Regions from separate parts of the Mus musculus genome. Here region 1 is linked to region 2. A link is a contact called in public promoter capture Hi-C data. All regions are on one chromosome and are shown on one strand. Each heading gives the region's core, a stretch centred on a gene start, on an enhancer-like site or on the middle of the called end of the contact. The rest is flanking DNA. Distances are from core to core; before and after follow the strand shown. Region 1 holds the start of Rsph6a (radial spoke head 6 homolog A (Chlamydomonas)). Region 2 holds the start of Nova2 (NOVA alternative splicing regulator 2).

The links. Promoter capture Hi-C pulls out the DNA fragments that hold promoters and counts their contacts.
Region 1: a contact with region 2 is called in a promoter capture Hi-C map of liver. The contact joins the promoter of Rsph6a here to the promoter of Nova2 in region 2. A contact is called at or near these places in 17 of 39 promoter capture datasets (the 3T3-L1 cell line, 3T3-L1-derived adipocytes, the C10 cell line and 11 more), 1 of 484 Hi-C or Micro-C datasets (embryonic stem cells), 1 of 115 datasets of contacts at active chromatin or transcription factors (embryonic stem cells) and 3 of 9 other capture datasets (adipose tissue, liver and pancreatic islet).

The regions. Positions count from the first base shown.
Region 1 is chr7:19,053,082-19,056,237 of GRCm38.p6, forward strand. It overlaps Rsph6a (radial spoke head 6 homolog A (Chlamydomonas)), which reads left to right and starts at 1,606. Exons shown (of 6, transcript NM_031255.2): 1 at 1,606-2,292. The coding sequence starts at 1,664. Sympk (symplekin) reads left to right here. Exons shown (of 27, transcript NM_026605.2): 24 at 189-365; 25 at 466-561; 26 at 834-1,217; 27 at 1,308-1,541. The coding sequence ends at 1,436.
Region 2 is chr7:18,924,380-18,927,908 of GRCm38.p6, forward strand. Nova2 (NOVA alternative splicing regulator 2) reads left to right here and starts at 1,509. Exons shown (of 4, transcript NM_001029877.3): 1 at 1,509-1,785. The coding sequence starts at 1,701.

The DNA.
Region 1 (3,156 bases), core at 356-2,855, 130 kb after region 2:
CGGGGCCCCTTTCCTGTATCGTGTCCTGGTAGTTTGCTGTGAGGAACTCAAATTCCTGGGTAGGCAGGTGTATGAACCCTGGAGTAAGATTTCAAGTGACAGCATATGGGTCCTGGGTCATGGCGGTGTCTTCAGGAAGGAGGTGGCTGGTTGGACCTGTGCCTAACGGCCCCCCTCCTGCCCCACAGGTATGGAAGTACCCCAAGGTATGGGAGGGCTTCATCAAGTGCTGCCAGCGCACCAAGCCACAGAGTTTCCAGGTCATCCTGCAGCTACCTCCACAGCAGCTTGGCGCAGTCTTTGACAAGTGCCCTGAGCTCCGGGAGCCACTGTTGGCCCATGTGCGCTCCTTCACTCCCCACCAGGTAACTGGGTGTGGTAGAGTGGAGCCGAGTGAGCAGGAAAGCTCTGGAAGGTTTGGTTCTATGTTATGGGGTTCTGAGAGGTGCCTTTCCCTTCACCTAGCAAGCACACATCCCCAACTCCATCATGACCATCCTGGAGGCCACTGGAAAGCAGGAGCCCGAAGTCAAGGAAGCACCTTCAGGGCCCCTGGAAGAGGTGAGCGCAATGACGCCCACCTACCTGTGCCTCTCACCCCAAGACGTCCGCTCATTAAACCCACAGTCTCCCAAGATTTTGTCCCTGGTAAAGGAAAATGGCCGCCGACCCCACACACCTTTGCACCAGGATGGAAAGTCTATGCGATGTGCGCTCTTTGCTTTCAGCAGCGCTGAGTGCTCTGCTTTCTCTACCCTGATGCGTGGGTGGGGGTAGGATGCGGGTGTGTGTTAGGTGTACCCTTCCTGAGCTGAGTGCTTCTCCCACCCCAGGATGACCTGGAGCCCTTGGCTCTGGCTTTGGCCCCGGCTCCGGCCCCGGCCCCGGCCCCGGCCCCGGCCCCGGCCCCTGCCCCACGGCCCCCTCAGGACCTCATCGGCCTGCGATTGGCTCAGGAGAAGGCCCTGAAGAGGCAGCTGGAGGAGGAACAGAAGCAGAAGCCCACAGGCATCGGAGCGCCCGCTGCCTGTGTGTCCTCAACGCCCTCGGTGCCAGCAGCAGCCCGAGCTGGGCCCACCCCAGCTGAGGAGGTCATGGAATACCGGGAGGAGGGTCCCGAATGCGAGACCCCGGCCATCTTCATCAGCATGGACGACGACTCGGGGCTGGCTGAAACCACACTGCTGGACTCTAGTCTCGAGGGGCCCCTGCCTAAGGTAGGAATAGATTGCAGCAGAGCCCTGGGAATGGGTCTGAGTGGGTAACTAGCTCTTGACCCACTGCTTCTTGCCCTCTCCCGCCACCAGGAGGCAGCAGCAGTCGGGTCGAGCTCCAAGGATGAGCGGAGCCCCCAGAACCTCAGCCATGCTGTGGAAGAAGCCTTGAAGACCTCCAGCCCAGAAACCAGGGAACCCGAGAGCAAGGGGAACAGCTGACAGCTGCGGGAGTTTGGGGGGAGGGGAGGGGCGGGACGGGGCCTCCTGGAGCTTTGCCTTAACACAAATAAAAGAGGGCGTAGCTGCGCCAGGTTAGAAATCCTGAGGATGTGCCTGTGTTAGACTGCGCCTGCGCACACCGTTTCTCACCCTGAGGGCGCCCCGCGCTGGTAAAGTAACGGTAGGCAGGCAGGGTCCAGGATAGGGCAGCACACTTTTTCCGAGGCATGGGGGAACCACCGCCCAATCCTGACCCCTCTCAAACCCGGAGGGCTTCCCAAGGCTCAGAAAGGGCACGGAGTCAAGAGTACTCTCAGCCTCTGTTAACCATCCCAGAGGATGGGTTGAACCGACCACCTCCGCAGCGGGGCAGTCGGAGCAGTCAGGGCAGTCAGGACCTGCAGGGAACTGGTCTACCCCACTGGCCACAGAGGTCCAGCCTGGTCCCAGATGTTCAAGGTGATGAAGGCACCGAGTACCACCAGTCCATGCCCTTAGGCTACACGCCAGGCTTTCCCATGGAGTTCTCGCAACAGGGTTACCTGGATGATAGCAGGATGATGGAGCAGTTCCCACAGGGCCAGGACCTCTTAGAACAACTGGAGTCTACCTACCAAGGCTCGGCTTCTGGAATCCTGGGCCAGCTCAACTTGTATCCAAGAGAGGATGAGATATTCAGCCAGGACACACAGCACGGACCCTACCTGAGAGACGACCCCTCCCTCCACCTGAGGCCCTCTGACCTGGGCTTCATGCCCATTGTTGGAGAGGTACCTGACCCCGAGCCTCGTGAGCTGGCAATACAGAACGCCAAGGCCTACCTGCTGCGGACCAGCATGAGCTGCAACCTCAGCCTGTGAGAGGAGGTGGAGGGTGGAGAAGGCGGGCAGCTGACTGGGAAGGGCTCTAGCCAAGGCTGCCTCAGGTGTGGGGTCTCTGGATGTCTAAGTTAGCAGAGAGTTGGGGAAGGAATAGCAAGTGGAGCAGACACAGTGCCAACACACACCCCTAACATCTAGTCCCAGCCACTAAGCCTGTTTTTGCAGGAGACTGAACCAGAGAGGCTGGGTTATTTAAAATCACAAGCTAAGAAGGGGGAGGGCCAGTATTCTAGAGCAAGGCCTCTGGTTCCCAGGACCCTCTACTTGTCAGAGTCAATGAGCTGCAGCCACTGTCCCCCTCCTTCCATTCAGTGTGTTATAAAGAATGAACTGTGGATGTCAGATGTGGCATGGTCAGTGAAAAGGACTTAGGTGGCCAGGCAGGGGGAGGGACCTGGGATAGCACCTTGCACATAACAAGAGGTACAGTGATTGAGACTCAGGGCACAGCAAGGCCTTGGAAGGCTGCTGCTGTCTGGGACCACAGTGGGAAAGGAAGTTAGTGACGCAAGGCTGGCTAAAGCACATAGCCGATTCCATCCCTCCCCTGCTAAGAACCTGCTATGGCTCCCTAGTGCCTGGGAGAGAATATTCAGGAGGTGCGGCCCTGCCTGCTGTCAATATGCAATTTCTACTCATTACTTAGTTGTCTCTACCTCAGGCCCCAGACCCAGTCAAAATTAACCCATAGCATTTCGCCAATATATTCCCAGTCTTGAGAGCTTCAAGGTTCCTTCCTGAAGCACCCTGGCTAGTCTCACTTTTTTCTCCTGTTCTCACCTCTTTTAAGTCTCTGAGAGCATGTATGTATGTATGTGAATGTGTGTGCATGAGTGTGT
Region 2 (3,529 bases), core at 259-2,758:
GGAAAAGCCTCTCTGCAGCCTCCATTCTGTCATCTGAAAAATCAAAATCTTCTAACGAGTGACCAGAATGATAATACTTACTCTACAAAGCACTAAGGCCGTTTTGTTCTGTGCTGTGTCCCAGGGTCTAGGGCAGTATCTGTCACTCAGTGGGTGGGCCGTCAGTACCGTTGATAGGACCTAGCGCCAGTCAGGCTTCTGTGGCAGTTACTTGCTGTAACTTGATTTCAGTCGCAGGAGCCCGACAGCAGTCTTAGGTCCACTCTTCATGGAGAGATGGACCATCCAAAGGGGGAATTTCCTTGCTGACAGTCAGATGACATGAAGGTACATTTCTCATTTGACCCCTACCCATTGTTTCCTCTTCTTTTCTCTTTTGTTTGTTTTGTTTCTTGTTGATTTGGTTGTTTGTTTTTTTTTAAACAAAGGGTCTTACATTGTAGCCCAGCTTATCCTTAGATTCAAGGCAATTCTGCCTCATACTGTCAAGTAGTGGGATACATGAGTGAGCGCCAAGCTTGGCTGCTTCGGCTTCCTAAGACTCAGTGTCCTCATCTGTAAGACAGAATACTAAAAGTATATCCTATCGTTTTTCCCCGGTGGGATTCAAGTAAGAATCTCTTAGAACCACTCCTGGCACATGGCAAGTGCACAAGTGATGCTCATTAGGAGCAAAAGGTAGCTAGAGATGCCATGCACATCCCTCTAATCCCAGCGCTTGGGGGGCCAGGGAATGGAAACAGCAGAATCAGGAGGTCAAAGCTAGCCTGAGCTACATAGTGAGTTCAAAGCCAGCTTGGGCTATATTACACTCTGTCCAGCCACGCCCCTCCGCAAATAAAAGGGTGAAGGGTAAGGAAGGAAGGCGTGGAGGAGCCTCGCGGTCCTTATTATACCCTGCAGGGGGGGGTAGTCAGGTCTGTAGCGTCCAAGCGTGATGGGCGTGGCCCAGGCTTCAAGGATGGACCAATGGGGGCGCAGAAGGGCGTGGCCTTGACTGCCATGGGCGTGACCTTGCGCGGGTGGGAGGGGCCAGGACGCTGTAGGAGCCTAGCTGAGAAGATGCTCGGGCCAGCAACCACCACCAGCAGCCCGGTCTCTGCTGCTGCCCTCGCCCGCCGCCCCCCGGGCCCCCACTAGCGACCGCCTCCGCTTCTTATCTCCGGCCCCCCGCCCTGAGCAGGGCCTTGGGAGGGGGGCTCGGCCCCTCGCATCTGTGGGGAGCCCTCAAGAAAGGGTACAGAGAGGGTGTCCTGTCTACACCTCTGCACCCCACTGGCTCAGTGACCGGCTTCGGTGATCTTTGAGAGACCAGGACCCCACCCCTCAGTTCTCCATCCCAGACCACCCCCCATACCCTCTCCACCCTGCTCCCCTCCGTCCTCCAGCTCTGTCAGCGCTTCCCCCCCCCAGCCCCCTCCCGCTTCCCTCCCCGCCGCTCCCCTCCCCCTTCCTCGCCGCCCCCTCCCCTCCCCCTCCCTCCCCTCCCCCTCCTCCGCCCCCCCACCATGAGGATGATGGCCGCCGGCGCGGTGCACGGCCTCTTCACGGCCTCCGCGGCCCCGCAGCCGCCGCCGCCCCCGCCGCCGCCGCCGCCGCCGCAGCCCCAGCCTCCCCAGCAGCCGTCGCCGCCGCCACAGCAGCCGCCGCCGCCGCCGCAGCCGCCGCAGCAGCAGCAGCCGCCGCCCCAGGCCCCCCCCATGGAGCCCGAGGCCCCGGATTCCCGCAAGAGACCCCTCGAGACGCCCCCCGAGGTGGTCTGCACCAAGCGCAGCAACACGGGAGGTGAGGCAAAGCTGAGGGACCGCGGCGTGGGGCGTGGGGGGGGATCGCGCGCCGAAGGGGGCATCGCCGTCCTCCATCATCCCCCCCCATCCCTGGCTGGCAGGTGCAAGTGCTTCAGGGAGGGGAGGGGCACCCCTCCGCGAGGAGATGGGGACCCGGACGGACCCCTTTCTCTTGTCGCCGAGGCCCCGGGGGCTGAGAGCTTTGTCTGCGACGAAAGGGGCTGGGGGGGAGGGGGTGGTAAGTGTCCTTGTGGTGTATGAGGGAACCAAGGATGAGGGGCGTGGGTCCCTTCTGGGCCAGTGTGTCCTTGAGGGGTGTGTGATGTGACCCTTTCGGGGCAGGGGTGTTCCCTCGGGCTTGCGTGTCCCGGTTGGGGGAGGGGAAGGAGTAGAGTCAGGCCTGTGGACCGAGAGCTTCTGAGCCTCACTCCCTGGGGATGTCCTGAACAAGGGTTGTCCCGGAAAGGGGCGGGTGTGGACAGTATGCAGGACCGTGCATGGAGACAGACTGGGTGGGTGTGTTGGGTGACATGGAAGAAAGGGTGGGTGTGTAAAACTGGAGGGGAAAGAGATGGAAGGCTAGGACAGGTGTGTATCCGTGGTGGGTCGTGTAGGGCCTGGATATGTGACATTAAGGGACCATGGATGTGACGGGGTAGGGGTGTGTGAGTATGTGTGTAAAAGAGAGCCGGATGTGAGGTCCTCCAAGGGAAGGTGCTTACCAGCCCGGAGGGGGCTCTTGTCCTGTGACACACCAGTGAGAGGGGGTGTGTAACATGCAGGGGGGTGTGTAGGGAGGCAGAAAGGATGGACTCTGGGTGTGAACCGTGAGAACATTCGTGGACCGGGAAAAGGGGTTCTGTGTGGGGGATACCGCTGTGTATAGGGTGGAGTGGGACCAGTAGAAGCTGGTGCTAGGATGTGACATGGAAAAGGGTGTAGGTGTGACTCTAGAGAGGCTGGGTGTGACACATGGAGGTGTGCAATAGTGACATCAGAGGGGGGTGTGTAACTGGGGGGGATGGGGGGATGAAAAGGGAGAGCTGGGGCTTGTGGTTCAGTGAAACCCATGGAGGGTGTGTTCCCAAGGAAATCGGGGGGAAAAATGGAGTTCCAAGCGACTGGGGACATATGCTTAAAACACCCTGGAGCTTGGAGTTGTGTGACACCCAAAACTGTGTAGATGTGTATAAGACAGAGAGCTCTGTGTAGAATAACTGGGTGTGTCACGCTAGAGATGTGGGGGAGATGCAGGGTGTACAAGAGCAGAGGACATGGGTGTGTGCACACGTGTATGAGGCAGCTCAGTGTTAGACGCCTCGGAGATGTGTCAGCTGCACAAAACGGGCCCTCTACGTGTGCCATCCGGGAGAGGTGTGCACAGCAGAGAAACACAAGCCAAGCACAGGACTCCACTTACTATCCTCGATGTTAGGGAACAAGTAGGGCATGGGAGAAGAGGGATCCTCAGGGCGCTTCGGATCTCTGATAAGAAGACCCAAAAATATAATATACAGATTGATTCTCCCTCATGAGTGCCCTGTTCAAAATCCCCTCCTAATCTTGTTCTTGTCTTCAACAAACAGTATAATATCCTCCAGCCTGGCTTAGGTGCCCACTTCCCACCCAGGCATATGCACAGGCTCCCACTTCTTGCTCTCACCCCCTCACCTCAAGCCAGGTGGGACAGGATCCCAAGTTCCTTTGGATCCATGGGAGGGTGCTCAGCAGAAATTGAAGGA